Regions from separate parts of the Mus musculus genome. Here region 1 is linked to region 2. Evidence: chromatin contacts called from public promoter capture Hi-C data. All regions are on one chromosome and are shown on one strand. Each heading gives the region's core, a stretch centred on a gene start, on an enhancer-like site or on the middle of the called end of the contact. The rest is flanking DNA. Distances are from core to core; before and after follow the strand shown.

The links. Promoter capture Hi-C pulls out the DNA fragments that hold promoters and counts their contacts.
Region 1: a contact with region 2 is called in a promoter capture Hi-C map of the HPC-7 cell line. The contact joins the promoter of Xpr1 here to the enhancer-like site in region 2. A contact is called at or near these places in 9 of 39 promoter capture datasets (the 3T3-L1 cell line, the C10 cell line, the HPC-7 cell line and 4 more), 6 of 484 Hi-C or Micro-C datasets (the G1E-ER4 cell line, astrocytes, beige adipocytes and 3 more), 10 of 115 datasets of contacts at active chromatin or transcription factors (the 230-238 cell line, the HPC-7 cell line, the SCID.adh cell line and 7 more) and 3 of 9 other capture datasets (adipose tissue, liver and pancreatic islet).

The regions. Positions count from the first base shown.
Region 1 is chr1:155,415,660-155,420,729 of GRCm38.p6, forward strand. Xpr1 (xenotropic and polytropic retrovirus receptor 1) reads right to left here and starts at 1,785. Exons shown (of 15, transcript NM_011273.2): 1 at 1,507-1,785. The coding sequence starts at 1,575.
Region 2 is chr1:155,318,976-155,323,820 of GRCm38.p6, forward strand. The region is part of intron 7 of Xpr1 (xenotropic and polytropic retrovirus receptor 1); the gene reads right to left. Among named protein-coding and RNA genes, the nearest start is that of BC034090, 77 kb to the left of the region's middle. Within about 2 kb of position 3,381, at least 28 of the 459 cell types and tissues checked have an H3K27ac peak or open chromatin away from gene starts, as enhancers often do. A contact at or near this core is called in the G1E-ER4 cell line, the HPC-7 cell line, the SCID.adh cell line and 1 more, where this site is marked.

The DNA of each region.
Region 1 (5,070 bases), core at 535-3,034, 95 kb after region 2:
TGACTGAATGTTATTACAAACAATAAATCAACAACTCCACAGCCTGAACTGTTAGGACCTTTTCTTCCAGAATGCGGCAGAGGAAGGTTACAAGGAAACTGACAAGAGAGTATTAGTAATGAGCCATTCGTTTCTGCCATTAAATACAATATATTACAAACAAACTTATTTTACAATCTTCAAGATTCTATTTAACCTAACTATCCCTTTCCCTGGTCTTCAATTATTACACAGGCTATATGAATAAATGACTGACTGCTGTTGCCTAAACATCCTATCACTAAATTCATATAAAAGTTAAAAAGGAAATCCAAAATATTTTAATCCATAAAACCTAGCTAGTATGTGTGTGCATGTTCCTATTGATTTTATACTCTTTGTTCCTGCTCATACCATAGATGTGAATTCCTGGAGGTTACAGACCCGCTGTCTTTTCTCTCTCCAGGAGCTGAACTACTAGCTTCTGAGAATAACCTATTGCAAGCTTCAAATAAATAAATAAATAAATAAATAAATAAATAAATAAATAAATAAATAAATAAATAAATGCCTTTCAGGTATCCTACCTTTTAAGTATATGAGTGGTTTGCACTGTCTTTACTTTTCCCAATATTGATGCAAGGTTCCTTAAAACATGTATTTAAAAACCCTCCAAAAGCCTTGCAAGAGGAAGAAACTGAAAGGAGGAACATGTCTCGTGCAATACACAAGTAAGGTACTGTATTCACAATACAGTGATTTTTCTCCCTACCAAAAACTTAGCAGAAAACCTGAAATTTTAAATAATTCTCTTCCCTCCTTTCTCTTCCCTCCATTCCAAAACCAGAGAAGAGTGAAAAGCCAAAGATGTGATTATTCTGTATAGTTCGTGCAGTCAGTACAAAGACAGAGACAACCGTCTCCTTATCAAAACAGAACTATTGGCTCAATGCTTTTGAAAACTATAACCACTGCATTAGGCGATACACATTTCACCAAGTTTCAATCCTGTTACAAAGCCTTTGTCAACAGTGAGCAAGTGGAGGTAAGCCGACGGGGCTGGGTGGACTGAAGGCAATCGCTGGAGGGGTTTATCTTGCAAGAGCTCGATTCTCTGGCGAGAGGTGAGCAGCGAGAAGCACCTAACCTTGGCAGAGGGGGTGATCTCTGGCGGTGGGGACCGGAGGTCAGGGTGAGTGGGGAGGGGGTGGCGCCGAACCGCCGCGACCCCGGGCCGCCGTCGCACCTGCGGCTTGGCCTCCCACCACCATTCCCCAGCCCCAGCCCGGCAGTGCCCTTCCTCTCGCCGCCGCCTGCATATCCGTTACCCCGGCGGCAGAGGGCTGCGGGGGAGGGGAAGGACGGCCTGGCCGCCGGGGGCCAGCAGCGCCGGGGATGCCGCAGTGGCTCCCCGCGGCGGTGGGTCAAAGTCCGCCCGGGCCGGGGAGCTCAAGGCAGCGGCGGAGGTCGCAGCTAGGGAGATGACAGCCCCTCCGAGCCCGCCCCAACCACAGCAGCCCCAGGTACCTCATACTGGATGTACTGCTTCCTCCACTCGGGAGTGATGTGCGCGGAGAGGTGCTCGGCGAACTTCATCCTGCCGCGTCCCCCTCACTCCCACCCGGCTCTGGCAGCTACAGGCGGCGGCGGCGGCAACAGCGACTCCGACTCCTCCCCACATGGGCCCCGGCGCTGCGCGAAGCTGCGCTTCTCTCCTCCTCCGCCGCCGCCGAGGTCTCCTCAGAGCCGCCCTCCCGCCATCTTCCTCCTCCTCTCCATAGCCCCGCCCCGCCCCGCCCTCTAGACGTCATCGCCATGGTAACCGCCTACGCCGCTCCGACGGAGGGGGCGGGGTGGGGCGTGGCCTCAGGGGCTTTCCTTCTTGCTCCGCCCCTTTGGGCCGGACGTGGGAAGGCACCTCCCCTGACCTCTTCCGCCTGCCTCCAGTCTGCCTACAGCTGCTTTCTACACTCTGCCTGGGAAAAACAACAATGTTGCTACTGCAATTAATATTGGTACTGGAGCAACAATAATCCACACAAGACGCTGATATTTGCAGAGAACTGTGCAAATATTATTTCCATTTTAATATTGATTCTTCATAAAACCCTTAAAGATAAATCAGCAGTGGTCCAAATTGAGTAGTTGAAACAGTTAAGAGCCAATTGTATTTAAGGGAACTGTATTTGCATGCTGTAGATGCTCAATAAATGCTTGCTTTCAATTTAAAATGTCAGTGCCAGAAAGTTTGTGCTGCTTCTGTATCTCAATGTAATTGTCTAATTAGTCCTAGTGCTACCAGAAAGGCCAAAACATCTAGATACAAACCAGGATTGACACTTTGTGATACAGCTGACTGGGAGTGGGGGGCAAACTTGAGAGGGAAAACAATGCTGAGAAGAAAGAGAATCCTCTCCTCACCCAGTCCCTGTGTGACAGTCCTGTATCCAGGCTGACCTCTGGAAAGATACCACAGAGGCAGCAAAGTACCATATTCCATGTGAGAGTGACTGCCCTGAAGGACTTATCTGAGGGAAAAGCCCAGGTCTCACCTTGGATGGTGGAGCCCTGGATAACATAGTAGCTGACTCTCTTTTTAAGTGTGTCTATTCTTGTCCCTGTACCAAGCACTGTTCTAAACTCCTTACATGTAACTTTATCCTCTTTAACTCTTACAACTTTGATGAGACTCAAAGGTTTGCTAAGGAAGTATTGTACCTGTGACAATATAGATCCCTGTTGACTTCCCAACACACACACACACACACACACACACACACATACTTCAAAACGCCATATGTTTTTCCTCCTTCCCTTCCTCTAAATTCCCCTTTCTAATAAGGTTTTATGAATGTTTCTTCAAGAGAAAGAGAGGGTATGAGGCTTGCTCAGAAAAAGCACATCTTTCTGGCAAATGTTTGAACAGAAGCCTCAGCCTCTGGTGAAAGAATCGTCAGGGGGCTGGAGAGATGGCTCCGAAGAGCGACCTAAGTTTCATTCCCAGAATCCATGTCAAGCAGCAAGCAGCTCATAACCACCTCTAACTCCAACTCTGGGGATGTTTGTGGCACCCAAGGACACCTACCTGCACTCACATACAAGTACCCACACACAGACTCACACATATATTCTTAGTTAAAAATCATAAGTGGGGCCTGGAAAGATGTCTCAGTGGTTAAGAGCACTGACTGCTCTTCCGAAGGTCCTGAGTTCAAATCCCGGCATCCACATGGTGGCTCACAACCATCTGTAATGAGATCTGACACCCTCTTCTGGTGTATCTGAAGACAGCTGTAGTGTACTTACATATAACAATAAATAAAATCTTTGGGCTGGAGTGAGAGGGGCCTCAGAGCTAGCAGAGGTCCTGAGTTCAATTCCCAGCAACCACACAATGGCTCACAACCATCTGTACAGCTACAGTGTACTCATATACATAAGATAAATAAATAAATCTTTTTAAAAAATAAGAAGTGTGCATCTCTTTTAAAAAGATAGAAAGGATAAGCAAAGCCAAAGAGAAGAAAAGAAGGTGAAGGTCTCCTTCACACTGGTAATCCTCTGCCCATCAAAAAAATGTCCCCTCTTCTAAAACAGTACAGTGCCAGGAGAGAAACACAGGCGAAAGGGAACATTAGACATTGGGAACACTGTTGCCACAGCACAGCCCTCCCATGCCTTAATTGTATGTAAGATTCAGGAACTGTGGTCCGATTGAAGGAAAGATGAAATCCTTAGTACTAGTTCTAAAACCAATAATTCCTAGTTTTTCTCCAGCCTGACTCAAAGCCCAGCTGCCTAGCCAGACACAAAATCTTTATTTATCCACACGTGTGGATAAGGAAAAAAAAATGGGACAGGGTCTTATTATGTAGTCCTGGCTGGCCTAGAATTCTCTATTGTAGACCAGGCTGGCCTCTAGCTCAACAGACATCCTCCCATACCTCTGCCTCCTGTGTGCTAGAATTAAGAACACACACCATCGTGTCCAGCAGAAATTTCTTTATTCTTAACATTATTACAAATATTTCAACAAACACTTCAATGGCATTTGCTGAACACCTACTCTCAGTAGAGAATAAAGCCAAGTGATTTAAGAATTATCTTAATAGTTTTGCTCTAAACTAAACAGGCCCCTTGCTTAAGACTTCCCCTGTGAAGCCAGGTGTGGTGGCACACGCCTTTAATCCCAGTACTAGGGAGGCAGAGGCAGGCGGATTTCTGAGTTTTAAGCCAGCCTGGTCTACAAAGTGAGTTCCAGGACAGCCAGGGCTATACAGAGAAACCCTGTCTCGAAAAACCAATTAAAAAAAAAAAAAAAAAAAAAAAAAGACTTCCCCTGTGAATATAATCTTTACTTACCCTAACTCTGCTGGGTGAACATTATAATATTCCAGTCATGACTTTCAGGAATGAAGGACAGTTCAAAATGACATAAAACTGTCTTGTCTTTGAAGGAAATCACAGTCTAGTCAAAGTCACGAACAGACTGATGGCCTACGATGTGATCTCCGCTGTAAGGAAACAAGCATCTCTGGCTGAGGAGAAAGTAAAAGATGGCATGTCGCAGAGATGCTTCTGAAGTCCAGTCTCAGGCAATGATCTGACAGGCGGAAAGAGCACACCTCTGAGACCTCAAGGGCACATAGCAAGATGCCAGGGCTGCTAAGAGTGTCACAACATTCTCTGACCCAAATAGCCTCCAAAAGGTTGAAACTGTCTGTGAGGTCCCCTCCAATCCCTGATCGGATCATTCTCTGTTCACTGCCTTGCCTTTAAGAGCCGATCAGACTCTGAGTGAGCTCTTAGAGGACAAATTGTTCACTTTGCTTGTCTTCTAGAATTGAGCACAGTGCCTGGCACTTGGACATTCAGTAATCATTGAAAAAGGAAAGTAGGGAAGGAAAGAAGAAAGAGAAGGGAGACAGGAAGGGAAGAGAGATGGAACTGGGAAAGTAAGACAGGCTAAACAACCTGAAGGATTGAAAAAATGATCACAATACCAACATGGAGTCTCTGAAGATTTTGTTTTTGTTTTTGTTTTTTTTGGGGGGGGGGTTGTTTGTTTGTTTGTTTGTTTTTTGAGACAGG
Region 2 (4,845 bases), core at 2,131-4,630:
TTTTCACAGCAAAAAAAACCATACTTTTTTTTTTTAAACAGAAGATACATGAAGAAACAGAGTTAAATCAAGTCCCCTGTCTAAAGACACGGGGATTTGATCTTGGTAATTCAGCTTCAGAGCTGCTGCACTTGTATATAAGTCACATACAAATCACCACATGTCTGCTAACTGAAAACAAAAACGAATGACCCAAACAGAAGTCTATTCTAAACCTTACAACCATATCCTCACTGTACTGGATCAAGCCGCTGAATCTATTTTATTTTGTTGTTCCAGGTCCTTACTCACTGTTGAGATTTATCACAAAACAGTGTCTGCACTTTACGTCCCTGTCCAGACACGCTAAGCACTGTCTTCTAACAATAATCTTTAATGTTTCTGTAAATTAAATCATATACTGTGTACTTTTGGTGTTTGGCTTCTCTTATTTACTGTACAATGGTTAACTTCATGTTCCATAACCCTCACTCATAAGCTTCCGTCTGTGTCCCTGCATGTGGCCACACTTCATTCTTCCCCCTTCTTCACACCATCCCATTAGGTAAAAACATCTGTTATGCAGTTGACAGAACATTTGGGTTGTACAGTTACTAATGTTCTCGAATGTTTTCTTGTAGATGTGTGTCCTCACTTCTATTACTAGAGACGGATAATAGGTTAGTACACAGCCAGCTTTGGTAAACAGTGCCAAGCAGTTCTCTGAGGTGCTATGCCTATCTTTCATTTCCACATTAGCCCACGATTGCCACTGTACAGGGCAACGCCACTCATGGACACAGCTCAGTCAGTGGCTATGTGAGCAGTTTCTAAGAGGCTACTATAAGCAACATGGCACAAAAGAATTTCTTTGTATTGTAGCCTCCTAGGTTGTAAGATAAATTTATAAAAAATAAATTAATTAAAATTGATTTAACATTTTACATATACTACCAATTATTCTCACAAGAGATTTCAACAATCAACAGTCTTGCCATTAATTTACAAGTGCTTATTTTACACCCTTATATCTGCTGCAAATGTTAAGTAGAAAGTGAAATCTGGCATATTTTGATTATTTCAAATTGAGCAAAGGTTAATAGAAAAAAAACTAAAAAACAAAAATCCATACAGGAAAAATATCATTTTCATGAAACTAAAACTCTGAGATAGGAGATTTTTCTGGCAAATTATTGAACACTAGGCCATGTCCCCTTGAGAGACCACAGCAATTATACACATAATTTTTTATGTGAATGCGCAAAGAAAAGAGCCGTGCTTGTACATGCATTACTACTGCTGTGTGTCCCTCTGCCTCTCCACACTGCTATCTCCTCAGTACCCGAGGGGAGATAAATAAAGATAGACAGCTGGCTTTTTTATCTGTTTACCCTCCCCCTCACCAATACGCACGGAAATCAAACAAATAAAGGGCTGTGAGGCTAGAACTGAATGCTCAATGCTAGGTGTATAAATTGCATGCATTGAGAAGTCAAACCGTCACAATATTATAGTCTATGCTTACTAAGAACTCAGCTAAAGAATAAAACACAAACAAAACCCCTTTCCATTTAATTCACATGAAAAGAAAGCCATCTGCTTCTTCCCTTGTCTTACTTAAGCTCTTAAGGATTGATTTCTCCTGGTTTTTCAGTACTGGGGACTGAACTCAGGAGTCCATTTATGACAGGCAAGCATTCAGTTACTGAGCTACACAACTCACTCCCCCGCACCCCACACTTCTTTTATTTTTTATTTTTTGTCTGAAGACTCATGGGTACCAAGGGCAGTCATGAGACACATAAAAGTGACTTGTGGGTTGACTGGGAGATGGCACAGTGAGCAAAGAGTTTATGGTGCAAGTGAGAGGCTCTGAGTTTGAGTGCAAGGGAGCCACATAATTTTATAACAACAGATCTATAATCCCTATGCTCCAGCAACAAGATGGCAGGCGGAGATAGGAGAATCTTGGAAGCTTGTAGGCCAGCTTGTCTGGCACAGCAGAGGTAAACAATAAAGAAATCCTGCTTCAAAACAAGATGGAGTGATGCCTGATGTGGTCCTTATCCTTTACCTGTGCAGTGGCATGTGACTGTACTTACATTTACATTTATGCAAAATACATGCATGCGCGCGCGCACACACACACCCCCACCCCCACACACCAGATTTTAAAGCTACTTAGGGAGCTGGAGAGACGGCTCAGCAATTAAGAGCACTGACTGCTCTTCCAGAGGTCCTGAGTTCAATTCCCAGCAACCACATGATGGCTCACAACCATCTGTAATGGTATCTGACGCCCTCTTCTAGTGTGTCTGAAGACAGCTACAGTGTACTCATATACATAATAAATAATTCTCTTAAAAAAAAACTACTTAAGGATGAACAAATAAAAATAAATTCTCAAGAATCCTGTAAGTTTAAGGTACTGAGTTCATTGAGTAGATGAGGAAACTGTTTTAGAAAAGAACAGCTGTCCATGCAACCAACTAACAGCCAATGATGGAGCTGTAACTGAGCCTCAAGCAGGATTTATGTTCTTCCCATGGCAGCTAGCTTGACAATCTAGGTGAATGTTGGAACTGTAGAATTTTAATATATTTTATACAAATAAACTATAATTACCCTATATACACAGAAACAGGTTACAAAATTATCATAAATCACAAATATTAATTTGTATGCTATGGATGCATAATACTTTTTTGCAACTGGTAGGAAGGAGAACTCTCAAAGTTTTGGTTGTGAGTAATGGCTGAGCCGTCGCTCTATCCAGAGAACTAATAATACAATGAAAGCATACTGTCAATAGGAGAGTTCGTGTAAAAGCCCTTGCAACTAGGGTTATAACTTTATAATGTAAAACAGGCAATGCTGAGGAGAATGCTTGCAAGAAATAATAAAATTCTGTACATCATTTAATCTCAACTGGTTTTCTCTTCTATCCATTCAGACTTCCTCAATACTTGTTAAACTCCTATTATGCTCCATGTAGTGTTCCAGTACAGAGACAAAAGCCCAGGCATCGAGGTGTTTGGGATCAAGTCCAAATATTGCTCATACACTAGTGGGGATTAGAGACATGAGTACGGGATGCACTGTCATATCACAAGCATCTCAAGAAAGCTAATGTAAGCTGAAGGGATAGAAAATACAGAAGAGACTATTTTGGTATAGGGTCTCACTGAAAAGACAGCATTGAATAGAGATCTAAATGAAGGGAAGGAATAAGACAAATAGACACCCTGGGAAAGAGCTCCTTAGGCAACAAATGTGTTCAAAGAAAAGTAAATACATCTGAGTGAACTCAGGGGAGAAAGACAGGATAGGAAGTAACAAACATCTCAAGTGCAATATCCTTGAAGGCCTTGTTTACTCTGGTGGGGGAGGGGCTGAGGAAAGGAGAACCAGGGAAAGAAAACCACCGCCCACAGACTTGTGGTTAGAAGAGGGCTACAGTGAATGCATACTGTTATACAGTAAACAAGAAATGACTCTTCAGACAAAGACAGTACTGATGGATGGAGTGATAAGTGATAAAATTCAAACAGTATGAAGACACAGCAATAAGATTTCTTGATATGAAATATCAAATATGAAACATGAAAGATGTTTGGAGTCTAAGTGTTAGCCAAAGGTCATGTGTGCTGTTCCCCAGCTTGTAGTTTGCTGGGAGGGAGAGACAGGTCAGGCTCAGTGAGCAACTTGGCTCTCTAATACTGTGATCACCATGAAGTTCTGCCTTGCCACAGGCCTGAAGTATCAGGGCCAAGTGATCAAGGACTAAAATCTTTACAACCATGAGCCAAAATAAGTCTTTCTTTTTTTTTTTTTTGCTTTGATGATTTCAGCTAACACGGTGGTAAATAGGGACTTTTGAGCTTTATCTGGGGACTTAAAAAACAAAATCAAGGGTCATTTTGTCTATTTAATGGGAAATGCCTATTAGATAGCCAAACAGTCAATTAGATCTTTTTCAGAGGAGAGTGAATATATACTTGCGAGTCATTAGCATATAGATAGTATTTGTAGCCATAAGCTTGAATAATTTGCCTAGATAGAAAATTAACATAGAAAGCAGAAACATGAGAACTGAATATACTGGAACTATCCAACATTTCTTCCTTTTTTTTTGGTTTTGGTTTTTCGAGACAGGGTTTCTCTGTATAGCCCTGGCTGTCCTGGAACTCTGTAGACCAGGCTGGCCTCGAACTCAGAAATCCGCCTGCCTCTGCCTTCCAGGTGCTGGGATTAAAGGCGTGCGCCACCATGCCCGGTCCATCTATCCAACATTTCAATGCCACAAAGAACTCTATGACTTGGGAAAGAAACTAGAAAAGAAATCCTAAAGAAATTTAATAGGAAAAACAGGTGGGACATTTGAAGGTTTTCCAGTTGTGGCAAGGTGAAATGCTACTGAAGGGCTGCTCAAATTCTTAGGCAGGCTTTGTAAGACTACCTGTTGCTTGGCACTATATTATTTCTTAAAGCTGAGACTATTGTTGCTCTTATAGAAATTCCTTTTTAATTTCTTTGGGTGTGGGTTTGTTTTATTTTTTGAGATAGGACCTCATTTATCCCAGGCTAGCCTCAAACACACTCATATACTATGTAGCTGAGGAAATTCTTGAACTCCTGATCTTTGTACCTCTCCTTCCTAAATGCTGGGATTACAGGTTTGTGCTACTACACCTGGTTTTATGCAGTACTGGAGACTGAACACAGGACTTCACACATGCTAGGCAAGCATTATCACCTAAGCTCCAACCCCAATCCTACATTTAGATTTCACTGACTTGAAAACTACATAGCTAAGCCTCTAAAGACTGCATGCAGAGCAGGTATAAGCAGATTCTGGGGAAATGT